2 separate regions of the Podarcis muralis genome follow, and region 2 is linked to region 1. The links are chromatin contacts, called in public Hi-C maps. All regions are on one chromosome and are shown on one strand. Each heading gives the region's core, a stretch centred on a gene start, on an enhancer-like site or on the middle of the called end of the contact. The rest is flanking DNA. Distances are from core to core; before and after follow the strand shown.

Region 1 (5,928 bases), core at 1,478-3,977:
GGCATTATCAGTGCTATGCTCTAACCAACTGAACTATCTGCATAATCTGATCCAGGTGGTTGGGAGAATTGTGGGACAGAATTTGGAATTGTGCTGGGTAAGGAGAGGATTGGGACGCGGGTGGCACTGTGGGTAAAACCTCAGTGCCTAGGACTTGCCAATCACATGGTTGGCGGTTCGAATCCCCGCAGTGGGTTGAGCTCCCGTCGTCCTGCCCACCTAGCAGTTCAAAAGCACCCTTAAGTGCAAGTAGATAAATAGGTACTGCTTTATAGCGGGAAGGTAAACGGTGTTTCCGTGTGCTGCGCTGGTGCAGGCTCGCCAGAGCAACTTTGTCACGCTGGCCACGTGATCCGGAAGTGTCCTCGGACAGCGCTGGCTCCCGGCCTCTTAAGCGAGATGGGCGCGCAACCCCAGAGTCGGTCACGACTGGCCCGTATGGGCAGGGGTACCTTTACCTTTTTAAGGAGAGGATGCTGAAATCTCATGCGAACAAAAATCTGCCAAGCAACATTGGATTTTTTGTTTGGTAGTGCTCACTGTCAAAAGTGGGGAAACGTTGATAAGAGTGGGAGAAACAAACCATGATCACTGTCTCCCACATAATGTTAAAGCCAGCCAGCCACTCTATGCCTTGTTTTCCTAGAAAAGGAGGAGCAAAGCTGAGATAGTTCAAGCTCTGTGCACCAGCACACAGCTCGTAACACACATGCCAACTTGCCTGACCACAGTTTGCAGCTAGCAGCATGTGCAGACATGGCTGCTATGTTGGGGGAACTTTCTGAGCATCTTATCTAACTGGTGCAGCAAGAATGCTCAGAAGTCTTGTTGTGCAAACATAACTCCTTACATAAGCCTTTGGATTGAAGGCTTTGTTTTCATGATCTGCAAATTAAATTTTGTCATACAGTTGAAAATGAACTAAAGAATATGGAACCCAAACTGCTTCTCTTGGGATCCTGTTGGATATGGTTAGGTTAGTTCTCGTTTTCATTTCAGGTTTTATTTAACCTCTGGTTTGAATTTCCCTTAAAAAGTAGGAAAGTATCTCATTGGTGATTTGAAGATGTCTGCTTTGCAAGCTTTTGAGGTGGGCCTCAGGTGGTCTTGATGCTCATTCTTCTGTTTTTTTACAGCCAAGAAGTATGATGCTTTCTTGGCCTCCGAGTCCCTGATCAAGCAGATTCCTCGAATCCTGGGGCCAGGACTGAACAAAGCTGGCAAGTTTCCTTCTCTCCTCACTCACAATGAGAACATGGTGGCAAAGATTGATGAGGTCAAATCCACAATAAAGTTTCAAATGAAAAAGGTAATTTTCTTTAATTGCACAAATATTTCCATTTTCTGATGTAGTACTGAAGGTAAAGAACTTGATAGTCGTCTTTACTTGACTGAATTTGGTTGCATTTCCCTGGGTAAGGTTTATTTACAGATACACAAATCTGGCTTATGAATGGCTGAATTTTTAGAGTACTATTGTACTCCTATTAGGCCCACAAAAAGTCTGTTAATATCTCTTCAAAAATCCACAATACAGAAGGAGACCTCTTCCAGCTTAGTTCTTCCAGCTGATTGCACTGGCTCAGTCTCTCGTTGTTAATTAGATTTATATACCACCCTTCTCTCAAAATAGCACCCTTCCTTAAAGTGGTGAAAAATAACTTCTCTCTGTCATCAAATTCAGTGGTAGCTGATGCAGGTTCCTTTTCCTGCTTAGTGGGGCAGGTGATTGGTGGTAGTTTTGCCTTTTTCATTTTGTGAGCTTATTCTGCTCTTTTAGATGTAGCAACCATTTTGTGTTGTGTTATGCCCTTGTGGCAGCCATTTTGTGACTGGCCCACAGTGTTCACTAGAGTTTATTCCCTAGTAACTATTTAGGAATTCATCCTGTGTGAGCCATTGCAGTTTGCTATGTAACAGAACAGGATAAGTACAGTGGTACCTTGGTTCTCAACTTAACCCATTATGGGAGTCTGTTCGACCCCCGAAACGGTTCGAAAACCAAGGCACGGCTTCTGATTGGCTGCACAAGCTTCCTGCGTTCAATCGGAAGCCGCGCCCGGATGTTCAGGTTCCGAAAAACATTCGCAAACCAGAACACACACTTCCGGGTTTGCGGTGTTCGGGAGCCAAGCCATTTTAGTACCAAGGTACCACTGTATTGGGACAACCCATCTCCCCACCCCAATTATTCTGCTCACTTGGGTGAGGCCTTGCTGTAAGACTTGTGACATTTGGGATAACAACTTGAATGGATTTGTTGTATGCTTGTGTTTTCCCAAGCCCTAACCACTTTTATCTTATTGAGACAACTGAATGAGTAAATACTTTATTGTGTCCTCTCAGGTGCTCTGTCTGGCTGTGGCTGTTGGGCATGTGAAGATGACTGAGGATGAGTTAGTCTACAACATTCATCTGGCCATCAACTTCTTGGTCTCTTTGCTGAAGAAAAATTGGCAGAATGTGCGGGCCTTGTACATCAAGAGTACCATGGGGAAACCCCAGCGCCTTTACTGATGAAAATATAATTATTTTTGACTACCTTAACATGTGTGGATTTTGGCTTTATAAAAGTCCTAGTACCTAGAATCTCTGAATACTTGTCGTTTTCTGTTAAGCAGAGATTCCCCTGCATGGTAACAGTGTTGGGAATGCACAGAACACTTGAGAAGGCCAAGGACTGGTAGCACACAGGTCCTTTCCAGCATGAAAAATGTCAAGGGGTTTGGAGATAGAGCAATTGTTACTTATTTGATTTATATACTGCCCTTACAAGATCTCAGGGTGGCTCACAGGATAAAATGCAATGTAAAAGCACAAATAGTTAAAACTAAAACAACAAAATAAGGACACCCCCCCTCAAAATACCACATTTAAAAGGCTGTAGAATGTTAATCAGCTAAATGCTTGATAGAAGAGGAACATTTTGTCTGGCACCTAAAGATACACAATGAAGGCACCAGACAAACCTCCCTGGGGATAGCGTTTCAAGAAGCTGCTGCATAGAAGGCCCATTCTTGGGTTGCCACCCTCCATGCCTCTTTACTGTGGAGGAGGCACACAAAGAAGGACCTTGGATGATGAATGCAGGGTCTGGGTCGATTTATATGGGTGGAGGTGGTCCTTGAGGTATTTAGGTTCTGTGCCATTGGGAGGCTGAGGGTGGGAAAGGAAGCTGCCCTATACAGAGTCAGACGAGAATAGCCCATCTAGCTCAGTAATATATTTACTGATTGGCAGTGGCGCCAGGATTTCAGAGGATGGAGAATGTTCTCCTTTCAAGAAGAGCAAAGATGGGGATAGGATGTCCTATAGTTTGTTCTTCCCAGTAGCCAAACTCACCTGAGCTGCTGAAGGCACCCAATTTTGTGGGCTGAAGCTTTTCTTAATGTGCCACTGTCTCCACCTCACTATGGAGCATAGAGTACCATATTTTTCTGTCTATAAGATGCCCCCTATTTTGGGGGACTCAGATAATGGGGGGAGATGGCCCAGTGTATAAGACACTCCCTAATTTTTTGACATTTTTAAAGGCAAAAACCTAGTCTTATACTTGGAAAAATTTAGTTTCATCTTGCCATGATCAGTATGATATACTTACAACTTACTCCTAAAATTTGGTTTCCAGATTCCTAATCTTCTTGGTTGCTTTCATCTGGACACACTCCAATTGCTCAGTGTCCTTAAAATGTTTCCAGAAGAGGACATGCAGCCTGACCAGTGCAGAATAGAATGGAAATAGTATACTAGTGATCTGGACAGTAGGTGATAACCAGCTAAGTTATACTCGTGAGTAGACCCATTGAAGTAAACTTACTTATTAATGGGTCTACTCTTTTAACTTTGAATATTTTATTTACAGTATTTTTAGCCTGCTCTTCATTTGAGTATTTTCAGTTTCAGAACAGAACAAAGTAATAATAAGCGGGGGGGGGGGGGCGGGATACAAAAAATACAAAATCATACTGACTGGTCCAATAAACTAATTAACCTTCTGTCATAAGATAAACAAAAAATAAAAATCATACTCTTTCTAAATAGGTAAAAAGCAAATTCAGGACATTCAAATATGAAGCAACCAGCGGGCTTGGCAACAGTTCCAGCCTCATTTTTCACTTAGGGCAGCCCGCTGTGTGTCAGCAGCCTCTCACTGTGGCTTTGGAGCAACTTAACACCTTTTACTTTGTAGAAGAAAAAATAGTCTTCAGAATCAGTTTAGGGTTTAAAACTGGCAAGATCTCTGCAAAGAAATACTGCTTTGCAGAGTTACAATGACCCAGCAAGATATTTGTCCGCTAATCGGAAAGCACTCTGGCCTAGGCAGAGATTTACACAAATTTGTAGTACAGTGCAGTCACATTGCAAAAAAAAAATCAAATTTGTAGTAGAATGGGTGGGGGTGTTTCCTGCTCCAAAGGTTCTGTGTATACATGAAAATTGTGTATATTTGGCCTCTGTGCCAAGTGGGCCTTGCCTTATGTGGCTTGGGGTTATTTGCTCAAAGTCCTGACATATGTACAGTGCCTACATCCATGCTATGGAACAGATGGTACAGTAATGCAAAAATAAAAGCGTTTAGCAGACCTCAGCAAGACACTGAAAATCTGATGGGTGTTTGGGGAATGCAGCTTCTACAAATTCATAAAATTACTGTCGTAACTACATCCATAACTTTTAAATAACAGAGATTTGACGATCTCAAATCTTAGTCATTTCTTTTATAAAATACTGTGAATATATTTCACAAAGCCGTCAGGTTTTTCTTAGAATTCAAACTGGAATTTGCAGATAGAAATACGAGCTCAATGCACCTTTGTAGTTTGTGTTCAGATTCAAAGAATAAGAGACGATTTGTGGGTTTTCAATAACTTAAGTCTATGGAGTCAAGAGGTCTGTTGCCAAATTAGATTTCAAGTACAGGCTGGCAGAAACCTGCACTGCGTTTTATCATCTGTGACTTCAGTTAGAATTGTTGCGGAGTACAGCCTGGTTTAAGTATCAACACAGCATGGAAATCTCTTCCATCACCTTAAATAGGGTACCTATGAGGAAAGCTTACACACTTTTGAGGTTTCAGTTAATACTATTTTGTCATTTTGGATTAAAGAATTAGTCATATTTCATATAATCTGGCACCATATAGAATGGGAAATGGAAGATTTATAATGTTTTGTTTTCCAATACTGAAACAAAATCAAGAACAGATTCATCCTTCAACTAGGAAAGAAGCTTGGGATAATATGCTGAAATTTAATAATCTGTTTTCAAATAGCATCCAGGAAGTTCACCAGCAAATGACAATTTTTGCATTGAATGATGTCAAAACAAAAAATTACAGTAGCTCATATCCATGTACTTGAAATTGACCCAAAATGCAAATCATATTCAGTTGTGTAATTAGGGTGTTCAGTTTCATCTTGTCTTAATTTTATCCTAATTGTATGGCAGTCTTGGTATGGCTGAACAAAAATAACATAAGAGCCTGCTGGATCAGGGCAATGGCACACCTAGTCCAGCATCCTGTTTTCATAGAGGCCACCCAGGTACCTGTGGGAAAACCACAAGCAGGATTCAAGCACAAGAGCCCTCTCCCCTCCTGTGGTTTTCAGCAACGCATTCAGAAGCATGGCTGCAACTGTGAAGCCAGAGCATATAGCCACCATGGCTAGCAGCCAGCAATACCCCTCTCCATCAATTTGTCTAATCCTCTTAAAAGTTATCCAAGTTGCTGGCCTTTACTGCCTCCTGCGGGAGCAAGTTCCATAACAATGCACTGTGTGGAAAAGCACTTCCTTTTATCTGTTCTGAATCTTCCAACATTCAGCTTCATTGGATGCCCTCGAGTCTAGTGTTACGAGAGAGGAAAAACCTCCGTTGTATACATTTCAATTATATATTTATTGCCGTACCTACATGTAGAAATAAATT
Region 2 (6,520 bases), core at 225-2,724, 190 kb after region 1:
CTCTCTTTCTCTCTCTCACACACATCAGTACTATAAACTTCCAAATGTAACTTTCCGCAATAACAACATAAATCTACACATACAACGAATCTACCAAAGCATTTGTTTTTACGCACGTGACCAACGAGTGAGAAATACAGCATTACGCACATAACACACACAAAGGTAATTAATTGAGGAAATGTGTTTGTGCAATCCATGAGTTGTCAACACAGCGGCCCTATGGCCTAGGTTCAAGCTGGCGATAGATACAGGCACACTGGAGAACAAATCCTGCTTCAAAAAACTTCCTCTTGGATGTTAATAAATAATATGAATATTGTAAGATTTTTAAAAACTCACAATATCTGTAAGAGCAACACTGTGATGCCTGAGAGACCAGAAAGATTATATAACCTATTTTTATACAGAGATATGTGCTCCATTCTAGTTATCAATATACAGTCTGGATCATACACACGAAAGCCCTTTTGGCAGACGGACAGGCTCTGATTACAACCAACTGGGACGGACAAAGCATAACTATATATAAGGAGGAAATTAATTCAGCTCTGTTACAGGCCACGGACTTCAAAACTTGAAACGGAGCAGGAACCATGACTTCGACGTCAGGCATCTCTGAGTGTACCCCCAAAAGGACAGTGTAGGATTTGTTGTTTTCCCTTTTTCTTTTAAGGGTTTGGAGCTCCCAGCAAAGCTCGCTGAGAGCAGGGAAACTTGCCCCCAAGGAAAGAGTAGCTGCCCAAGACAGGCTCCATAGACATAAACTGGTGGATACAATGTTCTTTCCCAGAGGAAAACCGCAACAAGGCATGGCTGAAACCCCGGGGGGGGCAAGGGGGTAAAAAGAAAATGGGCTCCCCCCCCCTTCAACTTTTCTCTTCCTAGCGTGACCAACTCCATGGGCGGGAGAGGGGGGGTCGCGGTTTGGGTCTGGGGGTGGATAAATATGGGAAGGGGCAGGGGGCGGGGAAACTCCCCCCGCAGCCCGGGACATCTATGTGGGGAAAGGGGGGCGCAATAGAGACGAATCCTCTCCTTCCTCTCCCGGAGAGTTTCCAAGGCCGGGATGGGAGCGCTCGCCCGCCCGCCCGCTTGCTTGCTTACTTACTCCGTGCTCCGTCCGGGGAAGGGTGGGTGGTGGTCCCGCCGGTGCAGCCGCTTGAGGCTCTGGATCGTTTGGGTGAGGGGGGGGGGAGAGAAGGTGACAGGGCAGCAGGAAGAGGGGGGGAGGCGCGGCTGGCTGGCTGGCTGGCTGGCTGAGGAATCCGCCGCGCACCGAAAGAAGCTCTAGCCGGGCGCCGAGCAAGAGCGACGGGAAAGTTTGTGCGAAGGAGGGAGGAGCAGAAACTTGGAAAGGGAGAGAAAGAAGGAGGGAGGGAAGGAAGGAGAGCAGGAGCCGCCAGCCCCCGCCCTTCTCGCCGATGGACAGCCTCCTCCTCCCGCGACCATCTCTGGGGGAGGAGACCTGAGGAAGAGGGTCGTCCCCCCACCCCGCGCCTTCGCTTTCTCGGGTGGAGGGGGGAGCTTTTCTGCCGGAGGCAGGACGGGAGGGAGGCTGGAAGGAAACTGGATGCGTTTACTGGAAAAGGCTGGATCATTAGGGCCAACCACCTTCTTCTAATAAAGAGTGGGGGGGTGGGGAGTCTGTTTGCAAGGGGGAATCATGTCCGGTGGGTACATAAGGCGGAGTGGACTTCGTGGTCAAATGTTGAATGGGGCCCCAAAGTTATCTTTCTTCCCTTGAGGGAGTAATGCATGGCTTGAGACAGAGCGTTTGACTTCAGCCGCGAAGCTCCAGGTTCAAATCCCGCCTTCGCTAGGAAGTTCAGCGTGTGACCCTTCAGACTGACACTTAAACAAATGTTGGGATGCGGGACGGCGGGGTGGGGAGTGGGGAGAGAGCAAACTACACTATACACACTCAGGACCGAGTTCCTTGCAGGGAGGCTCGGCTCTAAAATGTACTTTTTAAAAAACAGGAGAGAGATCTAGGCCTACTTTTGAATGTAGCAACAGGCGCATTTGCGCAGCACTCCAAGGCGAGTTTGCTTTCCTTGTTAGCATGCATGGGATTTGGAGGCTGCAGGTTTGGAGAACTTGGGTTTTGTTTTTACTCTTGCGTGAGAGGAAGCCGTGGGATGAATGGTCTCTTTGGGGCAACTAACAGCAACTTTTCCAGAAGGGATGAGCTGCAGCTGTGGGGGCGCCTGCCTGCCCCCTCTCCCAGGCGCAGCCCAGAGGAACGCCTGAGCGCGGAGGTCGTCCTGGGCAGGCAGAACCTGTCTGCGAACAGGTTGGGCGGGTGGCGACCGCCTCGTCTCTCCTTCAGCCCCGGGCAAGGAGTGGCAGGGAGAGCGCAGGGGGGCTAAGCGACCCGCCCGCCTGCCTGCGTCGGGGGCGGGCGGAGGCGGAGGCCCGGCTGCACTGGGAGTCGCCCTCCGCTGGAGGAGGCGCGTTGCCGGATCTCCGACCAGCAGCCCCTCCTGCCCTGAAATCTCAGCCTCAGCGCTCGGCTGCTGACGTCACGGGCGGAGGAGCGGCCTTCTCGCTTCCCCAGCCGGCCATCGCGGCTCCTCTGCCGAGCCTCCCGCTGCAGCGACTCCTAGGGGCCACGGGGCGCAAAGGACGCCGCTCCCTCGGAACCGCTCGATTGCAAACCGACCAAGCCGCAGTCGGCAATAGAGGAAGTCGGTCAGACTTTTCAAATCTTATTTTCTTCCTCTCTTCGCCAAGGGGCGGGCTGCAAGGAAACGGATCCGACATGGGGTGGGGTAGAGGGGGAAACAAAATCTCCTCGCGCGCGCGCTCCTGCTTCAGCGGCCGCCCGGCCTTTTTTCAAACGAGCGAAAAAACGCGGGTTATAAAACGCAGAGGCTTAGGAAGCGATGTGGAATTTGCGGCACGCGTGCAAATGCAATCGGTTGAATGGGGCGTTTTATAAGGATTCTGAAGAACAGTCGCGCTTGGAAGAGTCGCTTTTGAAGTACAGCATTTGAGCACGAAAAAGAGGTGTCTCCACCTTGCTTTTTTGTCCGTGTTTCTCATTACTTCCCAGCCGGTGATCTTTCTACCCTCAAGTGTCCCAGAGTCTCCTGCGCTCTCCTTGCACACCTCTGCCCGTTCTCCTTTCCAGACCCTCAGCCCGAAATGCATCTAGCCAATTCATCCCCCCGCTTCCTTGACACATCGCTTCATAAAACCCATTGATGAATTCTATGGAAGGCCATAGCTGACTGGAGCCTGGGTGCCTCCCTCGGGAATATTGCAAACCGCTTCCCCTGAACGACCAACTTAACAAAAACAATTTGTCTTTCCCCTACAAGTCCTTTTATTTGTGGAGGCAGAAGGAAAGGCAAGCAACTAATACTAGTATTCTTCCCACCTGCTCCATAAGAAGTAGATCATACGCATACCCTCCAACATTTCTCCTATGAAAATATGGGTGTTCTAGTCAGTAATAATAATAATTCTACTATTTATAGCCCCCTTCCCCATCTGACTGGGTTGCCCCAACCACTTTGGCCAGCTTCCAACATATATAAAAACATAATAAAACATCTCTGCTTATCTTCCACTTTTGAAATTCAGTTTGCTTGGAGAGGCGTCTCTTTTGCTTATGTTATGTTTCTAGCTCTTGGAACAGGATCCTTCCTTGCAATGCTACTCAGACCTCTTCAGGGGCAGAGATCACAAATGGAGATTTATATAGGACATCTTCACCATCTCCTTCCGGTTGAGGCCTTCCCCTAGTTAAGAGTCACCTCAGTGATATTGATGGGTAATAGATTAAGGATAAAGGATGCACAATCAACATGTGGAACTTGTACAATGATCTATTCTAAGGTGTGCTCACTTAGCACCCCACATGAGGGACAGCAGGATCACACCCACTGGTCATACCACACTGCCATACTAACTGGTCCAGACCCATGGCAGCTGCACATATGCATGCATATGTAAGGGCTCCTTCATGCAGGTAGTTCTGTTTGCACCTGGGGTCCTTCACACTAACACCAAATGTGAAGCCACTGATTACACTGGGATTGGGGGGGGGCATGGCCAGCATGTACATTCCTCTGCCCTTCATGCATGTGATGATTGCATGGGTGGGTGTTGTGTTTGAACGCCCCATTAGTAACAGTCACTGGTTAGATAGAGGCTTTAAAAAGTTGTCTGCTCCAGGCCCCTGTCACTCACGGATCATCTCCTTTTAAACTTCAACCCACTACCCATTTAGGACGGGTGGTGCTATGGTCTAAACCACTGAGCCTCTTGGGCTTGCCGATCGGAAGGTTGGGGGTTTGAATCCCTGCAACGGGGTAAGCTCCCATTGTTCTGTCCTAGCTCCTGCCAACCTAGCAGTTCAAAAGCATCCCAATGCAAGTAGATAAATAGGTACCGCTGAGGCAGGAAGGTAAACGCCGCTTCCTTGCGCTCTGGTTTCCGTTACGGTGTTCTGTTGTGCCAGAAGCGGTTTAGTCATGCTGGCCGCATGATCCGGAAAGCTGTCTGTGAACAAATGCTGGCTCAATTGGCCTCAAAACAAGATGAGCGCCGCAACCCCATAGTCGCCTTTGACTGGACTTAACTGTCCAGGGGTTCTTTACCTCTTTCTTACCTTACCATTACCTATTTAATTTTGGACTGAGGGACTGAGGACTCATCAAGTTGATCAGTCACTATATGCTATCCCTGTGCTGTTTAAGTCCTTTTTCAAAGACAATTGCGAATTCCTCCTCTTTTTTATTTTAATAGGGCAAATATGTGTGCTCTGGCTCAGAAGAGGCAGAAGTATTACAGCCTTAAGGACACTAAATGTGAAGAAGTTCATGCAACAGCAGAGCACTGCTGGGGAGGGGGGCAGGAGGTGTGTTGCATACACCAGTTGTTGTGTTAGATTTATGTTCCTGGTTAGATTCATGTTCCTGGAACAGTACATCAGGGGAGCTCTTGGCCCCTAAAGCAATAAATAAAATGACCCCAAATGACACAGGCCAGGGTGGGGGAGTTGTGTCACTCATCATCACCCTTCATATAACAGGCAGGATCCATTAGGTGCTCCTTTGGAATGGGAGATTACATTCTAAACAGCAGTCACAATTGCACACAACTGCGGCACTATTTGGGAAAGGATCACCTATTTTCCCAAGTGCAAATTAGTGTGCTTTGAATGCCTAGAAAATGCAAATCGCCTAGAAAGAGAAGTGCTAGCTTGAGGGAAGACCTCAAAATCACATGCAACAAATTAGTAACAACCAGTTAGATTTTTTTTATTCTGGATTCCCATGGTCAAATGGAGGTCCCCTGCGTTAGAAGGTGATGCGTATTACTTCCCTTACTTCAGCTGGGTAAGCCAGCCCAACTGTGTATAGAGGCTATCCGGCCCCTCTTTTTGCTGATGTCTACCCCAAAGTCCTGCCCTGATGACACCACTTTTGTTATTATATGCAAAGGAAATCATGCCACCTGAGCTCCCTTCAATGCACCTTAGTATGTGGAAACATGGTGTTTCCACATGTCTAACATGGTATTTATGTTGAAGCCTTTCATCAAGGGAGGGGGCCCTCCAGGGGCTGTCAGTCTTCATCTCCCAGCATCCCTGACCATTGGCCATGCTGGCTGGGTGTGATAGGAGCTGAAGTTTATCAACAACTGGGGGGGGGGGCACAGGTTCTCCATCCCTGACTTACTCCTCATGGGAAATAGGGAAAGGAAAGAGAACTTGGAAGCCAGTGCCTTTGAGGCCCTTGCAAAAATAGGGATGGCAAGGCAGCAATGAGTGGGCGAAGGAGAGGGAGTGGTAAGGTGTGAGATGTAGACACAACAAGGTCAAAAAAGAAATTAGGTCAGAGCTGTTGTCAGTGTGAAGGGTTATTGTACAGAACTTCTTGTCCGCCACTTACAAACCATTGTAATTAAGTGGTGTATGAATGGCTGAAATAAAGAACAGGCACGGACAGAATGGACTGTAACAGAGAGGGGGAACTATGGCCCTTCAGGCATGGGTTGGACTATAACTCCCATCATCCTTGACCTTTGGGCCAAGCTGGCTGGGCTTGATGGAAACTCATTCAGCAGCATATGGAAGGCCATGAGTTTCACATCAGTGGACTGGAACCCTAGGTAGCAATATCAACACTAGATCATTTTAAAACAACATTTGGGTTTTCTCATTTTTCAGTCTTGGTTGATCGATAACATTTATAAGTTCACCCTTCATCAAAAGGTCCCATAAGGCAAAGTGAGGTGGTGCACGTCCAACTCCTGCACTTGTTGGCCACTGCCGCCTCCTCCATTGTGTGCCTGCACACCCTTCTCATTGCTTTCTGGTTTTGATGCACCCCCCCCCCCCCATTTTCCTTCTGCAATTTGTTCTCTTTGCTGGCCTGCATTCCCTTTCCTCCATCCACCTCTCAGGAGTCATGTCAGTTTTCTGTGATGCAGCACATGGGATATCCAATGACACCAAAGTAGGCTTCTCCCCTGACAGTCTGCCCAGCTCCTCCCTGGGATCTGA

What was found. Hi-C and Micro-C count contacts between places; a contact is called where the count stands out from the background.
Region 2: a Hi-C map of blood shows a contact between it and region 1, with 2.8 times the contacts expected there. The contact joins the promoter of TEAD3 here to the promoter of LOC114599197 in region 1. A contact is called at or near these places in 2 of 3 Hi-C or Micro-C datasets (blood and tail).

The regions. Positions count from the first base shown.
Region 1 is chr5:54,891,629-54,897,556 of rPodMur119.hap1.1, forward strand. It overlaps LOC114599197, which reads left to right and starts at 2,728. Exons shown (of 16, transcript XM_077928851.1): 1 at 2,728-5,928. RPL10A (ribosomal protein L10a) reads left to right here. Exons shown (of 6, transcript XM_028733934.2): 5 at 1,137-1,309; 6 at 2,347-2,589. The coding sequence ends at 2,517.
Region 2 is chr5:55,082,602-55,089,121 of rPodMur119.hap1.1, forward strand. It overlaps TEAD3 (TEA domain transcription factor 3), which reads right to left and starts at 1,475. Exons shown (of 15, transcript XM_028733952.2): 1 at 1,108-1,475.